Linked DNA regions of Sus scrofa: region 1 is linked to region 2. A link is a contact called in public Hi-C data. All regions are on one chromosome and are shown on one strand. Each heading gives the region's core, a stretch centred on a gene start, on an enhancer-like site or on the middle of the called end of the contact. The rest is flanking DNA. Distances are from core to core; before and after follow the strand shown. Region 1 overlaps UGGT2 (UDP-glucose:glycoprotein glucosyltransferase 2). Region 2 holds the start of DZIP1 (zinc finger protein DZIP1).

Evidence for each region. A called contact is a pair of places that touch in the nucleus more often than the background predicts.
Region 1: a contact with region 2 is called in a Hi-C map of omental adipose tissue, with 2.2 times the contacts expected there. The contact joins the enhancer-like site here to the promoter of DZIP1 in region 2. A contact is called at or near these places in 4 of 5 promoter capture datasets (fetal liver, liver and skeletal muscle), 25 of 47 Hi-C or Micro-C datasets (adipose tissue, alveolar macrophages, blood and 13 more) and 1 of 2 datasets of contacts at active chromatin or transcription factors (skeletal muscle).

What each region holds. Positions count from the first base shown.
Region 1 is chr11:65,303,019-65,309,485 of Sscrofa11.1, reverse strand. UGGT2 (UDP-glucose:glycoprotein glucosyltransferase 2) reads left to right here. Exons shown (of 39, transcript XM_021065792.1): 39 at 1,711-2,278. The coding sequence ends at 1,733. Among named protein-coding and RNA genes, the nearest start is that of DNAJC3, 76 kb to the right of the region's middle. Within about 2 kb of position 4,420, at least 11 of the 83 cell types and tissues checked have an H3K27ac peak or open chromatin away from gene starts, as enhancers often do. A contact at or near this core is called in adipose tissue, fetal liver, omental adipose tissue and 2 more, where this site is marked.
Region 2 is chr11:65,198,873-65,206,205 of Sscrofa11.1, reverse strand. It overlaps DZIP1 (zinc finger protein DZIP1), which reads left to right and starts at 1,912. Exons shown (of 25, transcript XM_021065790.1): 1 at 1,912-2,234; 2 at 2,914-3,011; 3 at 3,365-3,578; 4 at 4,530-4,771; 5 at 4,884-5,432. The coding sequence starts at 4,769.

The sequences.
Region 1 (6,467 bases), core at 3,171-5,670, 100 kb before region 2:
TTTTATATTCCCTAACATTCCCTTCTGGGAAGCTGCCGGTCACAGCCATAGCCATAGCACACTAGATCTGAGCACCATGCCTGTGACCTACCCCACAGCTCACAGCAATGCCAGATCCTTAACCCACTGAGCTGGGCCAGGGGTTGAACCAGAATCTTCATAGATCTAGCCAGATTCATTGCCACTGAGCCACAATGGGAATTCCCTTTGCTTGCTTGCTTTTAATTTGTTCTTATTTTATATAGCTTTATTGACTTTTTCGGTATCTCTGGAAAATATTAATTATGATTATTTTAAATATCTCTTGGTTCTCTTGGTTATCTTTCTTTACTTTTTTTGAATTGTTTTGTGTATTCATCTTAGTCTTTTTTCTTTTGCTGTTGTCCTCTTCAAATGCCTAGAGATTCTTGCCTGTTAGTATACATTTACGATTTAAAAATTAGATTGATTGACATAGATAGCTGGCCTGGGTTTCCTCATTCATGGTGTAAATGTGTTTGTTTCTCTAATAGGCTTCTTCTCTGAATTGTAGGGGTCAGTTGGTAACTTTAGGTATATTCACATGGTGTAGAACTGACAAGCTTCTCTCTAGATTTATGGACCTGGAATAGACAGAGCCCATCCCACACACCCCCTTGGCCAAAAGCTGCAAGGAGAGAACTTTACTCAAGAACTTTTCAGTACCCATACAGAAATCAATCAGTCCCTCTCAATAAATTGTTCTATCTTTCTCAAGAATAGTCTTCCACGTTCTATTTTGTAGTAAACACGAGCCTGTCAGTTTTTTCTGCGGTGCAGGAGGAGGAGTGAGAGTAGGGAGCTGACACACACAGATTTTCCATACAGTCCTTCAGTCAGTTGCTTCACTGGGTGACTCACTGCCCACCAGTGTTTTCTTTCAGGAGGCTCTCCTAGGCTTCTCTGTCAAGAAAATCAACTCATCTCAACAGTATATTCTGTTTTCTATGTTTAGAAAGTCATTGATAACTCTTGCAATATTGTCTCATAACCTTTTCTCCCATCGTCATTATGCTATTCCCTTCTTTATTTCCTTATCTTTCTAGTTGGATTTAATGAAGAGAAAGATAGAATCTATGGTCTTGAATTGTGGAACAGGATCCATTAAAATTGCTTTTCAATTTCTGCCTGAAAATATCATTTAGAATTGCCATTGTTCTTAATCAGTATGTGACAGCTCAGTGATGCAAAAGCAGAAACCATTCTGACAGCTAAGATCTTCGCTAGTGTTGGGTCTCACGTTTGTGTAAAGTTGATGTTTGTGCTTGAATGCTCCATCCTCCTGTCGTAGGCGAGGACCGTATGTGTCTTTGTTGTTCCATTACATTAATGACAGGATGCTTTCTACATGGTGAGTAATCTATTAGTGTTTTTCAAAGCCTCCATTGCCAAGCAGGGGGCTAGGTCCTGGAGGTAACAAAGATGAAGATACGGTCCTTGTTCTCAGAGACTCGGGGGAGCTCACGTCTATGCAAAAAGGCAAGTAGTTATGATACAATATAATAGATACTATAATGTGCAATGAGCTATTCTCATGTCACCTAACAAAGCAAGTAAGTACTAGACTAACGAGAGTATCCTCAGTCAGGAGCAAGTCACCTATGCTTTTTATATTATTTCATACTGCAGTGAGATCTAAGCTAATTTGATGTTTAAGATCTCAAGAGCTAAATAAACTTTCCTCCCCTACAGTTTTGACACATGATGAACTCTAGCCCTGGCTTATTTAAGAGAGAAGATGAGAAAGGATGATGAGAAATCTGCCACCTGCTGGGGAAGTGTGGAACTACTGCTAAGACTTTTGGAAGTTTCGTTAAGGATCAGTGACATATATTCTTCAATTTAAATTATTTAAAAATACATATATTTAATGTATTGAATAAGTTTAAGTTATATAAGAACTGACTATTGAGTTGTTAAAACTAGATTGTTCCTCTTTCCTGATTGCTTAAAAACACTGGGTTTTCACCAGTTGAAGCGAAGGAAGTATCTGGCTACCTTGTCCTCATGGGGATTTTTCACACCATCCACATCTGGGATATACCAGCTGTGCGCATCCATATTTCTTTATCCATAAGATGTATTTAAAATTAGAGAAATCTATTTTGTGTTTTTTCTACCGAGAAAGAAAAAGGACTCATGGTATCTCTGAATATTTAAAACATTAAGCCCATTTATATCTTAACTATTGTTTTAAAATGGAAGTAGTATCACACTGTAATCACCTATTTATCTTAAACCATATGATGTCTTAATCCTATGCTGTATTTGTATTTTTTAATGTTTCCAATTTTTATTTCAAAAAATGATATCCATGGGCTGTGAGGTATGTATGCGTTTTGAAAAAGAACTGGCTGGTTTTTTAGAACTGAGTTAAGACTATAAACACTTTGTTTTCCTGTTTTATGTTAATAATAGATGAATAGGAGTGGTAAATGTTCAAAAACTATCCACCTCTTCTAGAATTAGAGGGTCTTGGGACTGGAAGGGGCTCAGTGTCATTTGGCCTCCGTCCCCTGAAGAAGCGGGTTCAGTGGGGCTCAGATGAGCGTGGGAAATGATGATTGTTTAAGAAACTCTCCAGGCGACTCTGTTGATAAGTGCAGTTTGCGGAGCATTAGAGCTTAGCCCCCACCCAGTGGGCCCAGCCCCTACACGGCCCTGTCTGGTGGGGCCTTAGGCCCTCTGGGTACTACCCGGGGCCCTGGGCACCTGTCTGCCTCTAGACCCGGTGGGTCCGTCTTCGTGGTCGGACAGCTGCGTACAGAGCCGCACCGGAGCGGGGCTGTCTCCCGCCGTCTCTGCTCTCGCTCCTGTGAGCGCTTCTGAGCAACCCGGTCCTTGTCTATTTGCCGGCACAGCCCTGGAGTATTTGAAAATAACTGCTCCCCGCAGCTTCGTTCATCCCCAACCGGACGTCACGGGACCGCTCCCCTCCCGGGAACCCTCCCTTGGTCACTGGGGTTCGTCTGTGATGAAGTGGGCTGCTCCAGGTGGGGCCCACCTGCTGGAACCAGATGACTGCTGTGGGTTTGAAGGGTCCTGAGGGATGCCGTCAAAGGCTTGAGTGGGGGCTCACTTGGGCAGCATATGTACTGGGGGAAAAAAAGGCTTGAGCAGGAACTCGGCGTGAGGCAGCCCGTTCCAGGGCGTCTCCCGCTCACTCCTCTTGGCGTCACGCACAAGATCAGGGCTTGGTACGACGTGACAGACTCCATAAGCTTCTAGCCCAGGCTGGGTGCTCCCACCCTGGCACCCCAAGGTCTGCTGTGCTGTTTCGGGCAGAAGACTAGCGGCCTGTAAGTTGGCACTTCGCTAGGCAGTGGCACCTGATTTCCACTCTGGTTACTGCCATCTGCACTATGCCAGGTTCTGTGTTTCATGGAATCTAAGCTAAAACTGCAGAATAATGTAGTTAGTATCTTGGGAGTTGAATGGCTAAATTTCCATCTCATTTCCAGGTGAATGATAACCTTGTACCTGAAAATCCAGATTTATGAATATTACTTCATGGGGAGACTTTTAATGGCTCCTTTACAAGTTGTTAGGTCAAGTGCCTATCAGCTGCCCTGCCATGCAGCGGGCTGCGCTCCTCAGGGGGGACTCTTGGGGGAGCTGATGCGGGCTTCTGCAACGCGGCCTTGCAGAGGCCACCGCCCCTCTGGCCCGGGGTGCCGCCGCCCGGAGCCCGCAGGGCGTTTATAGACATTCCCGACCCCGAAGGCTGCTTCGCAGGTGCAGGCCCCGTCAAGTTTGAACAAAAATCAAATCCTGCGAGCGAGCGAAGAGCGGTGTTTTCCATCCGCGGAGAAGATGCAGCCCGCCCTTCCCCTGCGCCGCCCAGAAAAGTCAGAACAGAGTTTATCTGAGAATTCGAGTCAGGGCGTTTCCTTTTAGGTCTCAAGCAAACCCCGAACATGAGGGAAAATAGCCCGCGTGGTAAACGTGCGACCCGCGTGGGAACCGCCCAGAGAGACGGCCGCCCCGGCGCCGGGTTCCGACTCCAGCGCCCGAGACCCAGCCGGGCAGCCCGTTGCTGCGGCCCCGGCGGCGCCGGGAGGGTTCCCCGGCCGGAGGGCAGCGCCGGGCAGCCTCTCCTCAGCGCCTCCGCGTGCCTGGGGGGCTGTCCGCCGCGCCAGAGCCGCAGAGGACCCGGGGACACCGACCTCGCCGCCGGAGCCCCGTCGGAGAGCAGAGGCAAGCGCGGCGGCGGGGGGCCCAGCGGCCGGTCCTGACCGGACTTGGTAGATGAGGTGGCAGGGGTTCGCCTCCTTCCAAAGGACCGGTGGGTTTGTTCAGATCCTACTTCTGGGGGCGGGGGGGGGGGAGGCACACAGGGCCGCGTCTCGGCGGTCCCGGCAGACAAGTGTGAGCCGCGTGGGCTCGGCGGGCCGGCCCATCCTGTGGAAAACAGTGCGCCTCAAAGTGCTGTGGTGACGGGACAGCTGTTCCCCATGACCCAGTTTATTAGCACAGCAAATATAAAAACCCGCATTTTCTGAGACCGGGCACAGGGGTTAAGGACGCGGCATCGCCGCAGCTGTAGTGTCGGTTGCAGTTTCCGCTCAGATTTGACCCTGACCCGGGAACTTGCATGTGCCACGGGTGGGCGGGGTGGGGGGGTGGGGGGGGATTCTATTTTCTGAGAAGTTCTAGAGTGAAGCCTCTTTATTTAGAACGTGTTTTAAAGACTTTACATTTGGAGAATAATTTTGTCCTCTACATCAGTCATATAAAATCTCAACTATAGAAGGTTTACCTCCTACTGATATGATTTCACTTTAAATGAAAGGTTATTTTGGAGTTCACATTTGGCGCAGTGGTTAACTAGGAACCATGAGGTTGCGGGTTCGGTCCCTGCGCTTGCTCACTGGGTTAACGATCCGGCATTGCCGTGAGCTGTGGTGTAGGTTGCAGACGCAGCTCGGATCCCTCGTTGCTGTGGCTCTGGCGTAGGCTGGCAGCTGCAGCTCCGATTCACCCCTAGCCTGGGAACCTCCATATGCCGCAGGAGCGGCCCAAGAAATGGCAAAAAGACAAAAAAAAAAATATATATATATATATATATATAGGCATTAAATAAATATCTAAATGGAAATGCTGGGAAGAGGAAGTATCAGGAAGGTCTGAAGATGTGACATTTAGGATGAGGCCTGAAGCAGGAGGAAGCGCTGATGGGGCAAAGACTGGCACGGGGGTGGTTCTGTTCCTTTGACAAGAGGTGACTGGAGCCAGGGCACAAAGTCACACAGGGGAGTTTGCACAGCACGTGGAGAGCTTTGCGGATGTGATCTTCAAGTGCTGTGAAGGGCTCTAACATTCATCAGTGTTAATCCAGAATTACTCCAGTATGTTTATGTCTGCATTGTTTCCTAATGCTTATTTATAACATCAGGCTTCACTACATTGGGTAAAAGCTCTTGGCCTGGATCAGGACAAACAGCCTTATCTGGGATCTGATAATGCCAATTGTCCTCACTGCACAGTGCCCATAATAAACTTCCTTGACCTAAGGCCACAATGTATGGGCCCTACCTGAGTGCGACATACCAGGAGGAAGAGAAGCTGGTTTGCACTAAAACTATACCATTGCAAAGGCATAAACATGGCAGGAAATAAAACATTGCAACAGATGATATATATGGAGTATTAGCAAAATCCTAAGAAAAAGGTAATACAGTGAAACATTGTTAGAGGAGTTATCCTTTGCTATCTATAAAGAATCTTTCACCTCAGAGAAAAATCACATCCGTTTGGAGAAACGCCGTCTGAAAACCTTTATGTACAAATAACAGGCTATGCTTATAGAATCTCCTGCAATAGCGGGCTCCATGCAGATACAAGAACAACCCAAATCCACCAAGAAATGCTTCAAGCAATGGATTCTCCCTTGTGCTTTTTAACAACCTCAATTTCCACGTCCTCAGGAAGACCTGGGAACTCTCTCTGCCCGAGGCCCTTGCACATCCAGCTGCTCCATCCCTGGGGCATACACCAGAGGTGAGGCTTCTCTCACGTCTTCTTCCAGTGGAGTCTGGAACCAGGACATGTATTCAGACCAAGACAGCAACCGCGGAGCTGTCACCTGGATGCCTCCTTGTGGGAAGCCGCATCCTAGCACCAGGCAGAGATCTTCCGCCCGCCCCCCAGGGAGGGAGGATTTACTCCGCGTAGATGGAGGTTTGCAGAGTTCAGGGGCTCTCTGGGGTGTGACCCACGTGCCTTGCAATTAGAGTGGCTGCATTTCTTTTTAATGGATCCATCATGAAACCCGACTTGGGCGGGAGGGAAGGAACACACAGCGCTTGCTGGTTGCCCCTGCCCGCGGGTCTGGGAGGAGCCTGAGCTCAGGCAGCATTTTCAGTATTTGCAGACTAGGGTTGATTGACGTGTGGCAAAGATACCATGACTTTTAAGAATCTGTAAACTGCTTTCTGGGGAGGTTCTGT
Region 2 (7,333 bases), core at 663-3,162:
TATTTTCCTTATTTGGGGATCATTTCTGTCTTCAAAAATTTCATACTTATTTGAATACTTACATAAGGTTCTCATAGTCTGATGGAGGAGAGAGATACTTAATTTTTAAAAATTTAGTAATTTGATAAGTTCCCTTGTGGCTCAGTGGGTTAAGAACTTAACTAGTATCCATGAGGATGCGGGTTCAACCCCTGGCCTCACTCAGTGGCTTAAGGATTTGGTGTTGTGCAAGTTGCAGCATAGGTGGAAGAGCCAGCTCAGATTCTGTGCTTCTGTGGCTGCAGCTTAGGCCAGCAGCTGTGGCTCTGATTCAACCCCTGGCCTGGGGACTTCCATATGCTGCAGGTGTGGCCCTAAAAAGAAAAAAAAATATTTAATTATCACAGCAACTCCCAGCTCAGCTATTACAATTGGTTTAAGGCTTAAAAGGATCAAGAATATATGACTGCTGCAATGCCATGTCAAATTCAACTGGTTCATTTTATTTCTTCCAATTCTGCATATGTGGGGTAACATACTGAGAGTAGGGAATGGGAAATACCCATAATTCAAACAGTATATTGTCAAATTATATTAATTAAGCATCCTTGGCATTCCCGTCGTGGCTCAGCGGTTAATGAACCCAACTGGCATTCATGGGGATGCAGGTTCGATCCCTGGCCTTGCTCACTGGGTTGAGCATCTGGCATTGCTGTGAGCTATGGTTTAGGTTGCAGACGTGGCTCCGATCCCGAGTTGCTGTGGCATAGGCCAGCAACTGTGGCTCCGATTTAACCCCTAGCCTGGGAACCTCCGTATGCCTCGGGTGCAGCCCTAAAAAGACATACACACACACACACACACACACACACACAATTTAAGTAATCCCTGCAAGTGTGCAACACACACATACAAACACACACAGCTAGAGCATAGATTTTGCAAAGTGGCCTTATCTCCCTCACATTGCCTGAAAATTTTACCTAGATATCCTTACCTATACTACTTTACTACTTTAGAGCATTTTTGTGGTATCTTGGATTCTCTTTCAAATTGAAGCATTAAAATTAGACAAATAAAAAAAATCCCACCAAAGTTGTCCTAGGTTGTATGATTTTAAGTGAAAACTAAAGTAAATAATTCAACATACTTACTGAGGTATGACTATGTTTGAAGCCCTGCGCTAAATAAAGTATTGTTAAATTCGGTCAAAAAGAAACACAGGGGAAGGCATTTTACACTACTAAGTTTTGTTTGTCATCCAACAAAAATTCTATAGACAGCAGACACTAAGACTTTGCAGAAGGTGCCTCAAATTTCTCAGTCTGCGTCAACCTCATGGTTGCTAAGTATATGCATAGTTTCTGGATCACTCATTATTTAAAAATACGAAATTGTGCCCCGTTGTTAGACCACAGGTTCCAATTTTAGGTTTAAAAATAGTCGCCTTTCTCTTGACCCAGGACATCTCCCGTCCCCAACCGCCAAACTTTCCACCAACAGAGATCCAAGCCTTTGGTCCTAAACCCAGCATTACCAAAAGCAAAGCGGAAACCTAGGTGGATTTAAATCCTGTGTGCTTCGGCATATGGTCTTCAAGCCTGTTTTCCCCTTCAATCAAGTGCAAGGCTGCGTTAGATAGCGTCTTCAAGGTTTCTGGCATCTGCAGACTTGTGCGATTAAAATGCATCTCCTCTTAGGAGGAATTCACATAAAGCCCCTGCTTCTATGGGAAATTAGCTAGCTGAGGGCTAGGCCAACCGCAGGGATGGAGTGAATTTGGTTACTCTTTGAAAAGCCTTCCCGGGGTGAGCATTCCACGCCAGCAACAGAGCGCGCCCCGGCACCACGTGTCTGCACCAACAGCGGGATTGGTGGAGCGCATTTCTGCGCTGCGGTCTAGACGTGCAGTCCCGCCCAGCTTGCCAGAGGAGTCGGGACGCGGAGAGAAGAGGCCGCATCGAGATCGCGTAGGGGAGGGGGCGGGAGGGGGGTGGGGGATCCCGAGGCACCGGCGGCGGTGAATCTGCGAGGGCCTGGAGCGGCGTCAGGCGGTCTCCACGCCACAACTTGCCCACAACAGACAAGCCTCGTCCTGCGCCCTGGAAGAAGGAGCCGGCCTGCCGCTTCCCGCTCGGCTGCTCCTCGGCCTCCACGGGCTCCTCCGCGCCAGCAGCGCCCCTGGGATCTGCGTCCCCAGCCTCGCCCCCGTCCGCTTGCAGCGCCCGGCGCCCGCCCAGGAGCGCGCAGCTGGGGTGAGCCGCGGCTCAGGATGCGCCAGGCGCCCAGGGGAACCCGGGTATCTCGGTGCCCGCGAAGCCGGGCCCTCCTCCCGTTTTCCCCGCGTCGAGCCGAGGCGCTGCAGACCCCGCTGGCCTGGCTGCCGCAGCCCCCACTCCCCGTTTGTCTTGCCTTTTAAGGGCCAGCGCCGAGGCCCCACTGGAGCCCGGGTTCCTCGTTCTTTGTCTTGGCGGGTCGGTCCCGCGGTGCGCCCGGGGCGGGAGGCGCAGCGGCCGGCTGGCGGCCTTGCGGAGGGATGGGTGGCGGAGGAAACGGGAAAAAGTGCCCCCTGCTTTCCTGTTCCGGCCATCTTGCGACAGAGATCCAGCTGAGGGGCCAGGGTGGCCAAGAGCGCGGCGCTCGGGGCCAGGGCGGTGGCGGAGAACCGAGATGGGCGCCTCCCGCCCTGCGCGCCTCCTTCGCCCCCGAATACAATGGGGGTGCGCAGACAGCTCCCCCGCCCCTTCAGTTCCAAGGGCTGGACCCAGATCCCGCGTGAATTTCCCTAACAGGCCAGAGGCACAGAAAATATGAGGGACGGGGTCTGAGAGCTTGATGTTGACTTAACTAAGCGCCTAATTCATTCGGATCGTTCTTTATCCACGTGTCCTTTTGGTAAATTCTTAACGCCTCTCTGTGCCTGACCTATGCTAGGTGCTGGGAATATAACGGTGAGCAAGAGAGACCACGGCCCTTGTTCCCGCTGATCCTGCAGCCCAGTGGATGGAGTCCACAGTACATAGACCTGCCAGGTCGGTATCCTTGACGCCCCTTAAACAGAGAGGGATACAGAGTCCCAGGTCTGATGTAACTTGTTCTAGGTCAGGCTGCAAGTATATGGAAGAATCAGACTTTTGAAGCTAGATCTCTAAGACTTTTATGCTGGCTACAGTGAATCCGTAATGGCTCTTTTCCCCAAAAAATTCCATTGAAAATTATTTGGATGTGCAGCTTCTTACGAAGTGTATGATTAGCTTCTGAATGCTTTCATAGGGCTTATTTCTAGTTCTCAGTATCTAGAAAGGGCTAGAAATATTTGATATTATAATTTTGCTTCCAGTTACTCTGAATTGTATTTTCCTTTTTTCTGTCCTTTGGCTGTTAGGAAAGACAAACATTTTCCTGATGGTTGGTCCAAGAAGGGGCTTCTCGGTGGACTGAGGAATGTCTGGCTTTTCCTCAGTTCATCCATCTCTGTGATAGCCACAGGCAGCTCCCAGAAGACCTCGAGAATGAGAGGCCTGAGGTCCCCAAGTTGCTGCTAGAAACATTTTAGCCTCTCCTGAAAACAGAATGCAGCTGCCACATAAGTTTGTAAGGTAAATACCAGGGCCCTGCAAAACTTGGTGGTAAAGCTGATATATAATTGCTTTTATCTTCACATTTTGAAAATGTATCCTCCTGGACAGAGAAGTAAAATAGCACATATTTGGGGAAGTTCTTTGGTTTGTACTTCTATCAGAATGTGTTATTTAGGTGGCCAACCCAGAGAGGAAGAAAGACTCCATTACTTGTTTGTTTTAAGGGCCACACTTGCACCATGTGGAAGTTCTCAGGCTAGGCCTAGAATCTGAGCTCCCAGCCTACCCCACAGCCACAGCCATGCCTATCTGAGCTGTGTCTGTGACCTACACCTGCAATGCCAGATCCTTAACCCACCGAGTGGGGTCAGGGATCTGACCCCGCATCCTCATGGTTATTAGTTGTGGGTCTGTTACCACTGAGCCACAAGGGGAATTCCAGCAAGACTCCACTTAAAAAAGTAACTTGGGTGTGAGAAATTTAGGAAGCCTTCCACCAAATGTAATTAACTACAAATTTAATTTTTAAAACAACATTACTGAAGTGTAATATACAAAATGCACCCTTAATTTTCAGCATACCATTCAGTGAATTTTAACAAATGTATATGCCTGGGTAATCAACAGCACAATCAAAATAGAGAATATTTTTGATTAGGCCCTAAAAGTGTTTTCCTGTCTTTTTGTAGCCAGTCCCCGCCATCCCAAGATCACAGATTTGTTGCTTAAGACACTCTGAGTTATGTGTGAAAGATGAGGATGAATAGATATGTAAAATCTCAGAACCTGAGGCCAGGATCAGAGGGTAGCATCTAGCATGTGGCTTCTCATGAGATGTCCCCGCCAAAGCCAGGGAGGGTGGTGCCCAGGGGAGTCAGGCTCAGGAAGTGTAAGTGGACAGGTGTGCTCTCTGGGGTGGACAGGTGTGTCCATTCAGGATGAACCACGAATTTTTCTCCCCTCCCGCAGGGCCCTGGACGCACGCTGACCACGCGCTGGCCAGCTCGCCTTTTGCTCCGGGTCTAGGCCAGGGCGCTGCCATAGCAACGGCCTAGACGCCCGGACCTTAGGCCGCCGCCGCCGGGACCGCCTTCTGCTGCTCCCGAGGGGTGGGGCGGCGGCGGCGGCGGCGGCCCGGGAGGCGGCCGGGTAGACGGGACCGCCCCCTCCTCGGATGCCAGCAGAGGCGGCGGATAAGCTTTCCAAGCATGGTAAGCAGCGGGAAGCAGGAGTGCCTGCCGGCGGACGCTGGGCTGGGGGCGGCGGGAACCCTACGGGCCCCCACAGCACCCCCACCACTCTCGGTCTGTCTCCTTCCCGCAGCCCTTTCAGAAGCACGTCTACTACCCGCTCGCCAGCGGACTGGAGGGACCCGACGCCGCCGCGGGGGGCGCCGCGGCCATGGCCTGTCCCCCTCCCAGCGTGGCGTCGGGCCCCCTGCCCTTCTTCCAGTTCCGACCGCGCCTGGAGAGCGTGGACTGGCGGCGGCTGAGCGCCATCGACGTGGACAAGGTGGCGGGCGCCGTGGACGTGCTCACGCTGCAGGAGAACATCATGAACATCACCTTCTGCAAGCTGGAGGATGAGAAGTGTCCGCACTGCCAGTCGGGGGTGGACCCGGTGCTGCTGAAGCTCATCCGCCTGGCGCAGCTCACCATTGAGTACCTGCTGCACTCGCAGGAGTTCCTCACCTCGCAGCTGCACCACCTGGAGGAGCGCCTGCGCCTGAGCCTGGCCGACGGCGAGCAGAGCAAGAGGCTCCTCAGCAAGCAGGCCGGGGAGATCAAGTTCCTCAAGGAAGAGTGTAAACGCAGGAAAAAGATGATCTCCACCCAGCAGCTGATGATTGAGGCCAAGGCCAGCTATTACCAGGTGGGAACCTGCCTTGTGATTATCCAGGAAAAGCCTCAATTCCTACTGTCTGGGATATTGAAAGTCCTTTCCTGTTTCACTGCCTTTTTTTTTTTTTTTTTTTTAAATCTGAACTGCAAATCAGAAGAAACAGCATATTTAAGCAAAACAGTCATTTTAACCAACAGGTGACATGGTTCATTACCTTGTGTAGACTAACACAGGATTAATAATTAAACCTCTGTTTAATTATTAATTAAACATAGGTAACGTCTGCAGTGCTTTATTGAATCATCTAAATGCTGGTTGTTTAAAAGGCCCTTTCCTCCTCCTCCTCATTGATGTAGTGAAAAATAAACCAGGTACCAATTGCTGTTGAGGTCAGGCTGCAAACAATATGGAATGCTTAAATTTGTGGATTTTTTTCCTCATTTTTAAAATTTGGAAATATTTAAAAATTTACAGAAAAATTGCAAGAACAGTGCAAAAACTTCCTTATAACCTTCAACTAAATTCACCAGTTATTAACATTTGCTGGAGTTCCCGTTGTGGTGCAGTGGTTAACGAATCCGACTAGGAATCATGAGGTTGCGGGTTCGGTCCCTGCCCTTGCTCAGTGGGTTAACGATCCGGCGTTGCCGTGAGCTGTGGTGTAGGTTGCAGACGCGGCTCGGATCCCGCATTGCTGTGGCTCTGGCGTAGGCTGGTGGCTACAGCTTCGATTCGACCCCTAGCCTGGGAACCTCCATATGCCGTGGGAGCGGCCCAAGAAATAGCAAAAAAAAAAAAAAAAAAAAAAAACCATTTGCCATATTGGCTTTTTTTCCTCCGTCTCTGTATACATACTATTAGTTTTGAACATCTGGCAGTGACTTGCTGACTTCTAAACATTTTAAAGTGTGTGTTTCTTGAGAACATGAATGGTTGTTAATATAACAAGACTATTTAAAAAACTAAAAAATTTTGCCTTTTGTCCTTAATTTCCACCTGTTATGGGGTAGACGTTGAACCCAAGATAAATATGGTAATTTTTTAGTGTAGCAGAAATCAGCATATGTATCTTTTTTTCTCAACTTGTGAAGGAAACACAAAATGTCTGATAAAGATATTGAAGTAAACAGTAAACTGACAAGATGGATTTCATACCCTTCCATTCCAGTCATTCTCCAGTGGATTTAGGCGATGGTGGAGCCAAAGCAAGAGTGAATGTGGAGAACTGGGTGTAGGGAACAGAAAACTGGTTAATCGTGCTTAGGGCTGACCCAATAGGAGTCTTGAGAGAAGTGTGCTAGAAATAGATGAACAGGCAGAAAAGAATGAAGTTAGAAAATCTTAATGTTTAGCCTTGAGTACACAACCCTTAGGTATGATCATTAAGTGATACTTGATGTCAGTAATCGCCTATTTGTTTCATAAGTGCTATTTTATTAGAGTTTTCTATAATAAATGTAAGCATAAAATGCTAACTTAAAACAAAAGAATAAATAACAACCAGAATGTTATAAATCATGTTGAGATGGCTCTTTATAAAGGTATTTATCATAAAATGGATAGAATGGATTCTGTTTAAACATTCAAAAAAGCTCATCTGGCTTTGGTCGTAATCAGTGAAACGTTAAAACCTGTTAACATAAGAGATGTTAGTTCGTGAGTGTTAGTCATAGACATTTTTTTTTGTTTTTTTTTTTTTTGATTGTTTTGGTTATCTAAGAACATAATATAGAAAAAAAAAAAAAAAAAAAAAAAAAAAAAAAAAAAAAAAATTATAAATTTGAGTTATCTTAGAAACAGCTGCTAGGAAATAAAGGTTTTCAAATGTGAAGGGTATGTGAGGCTAAAGTGATGACTCACTTATCAAATGAGTAACACCTGCCACCTGTTGGCCACTCAGCAAACTCTCTGAATGGCAGTGGTAGATGAAA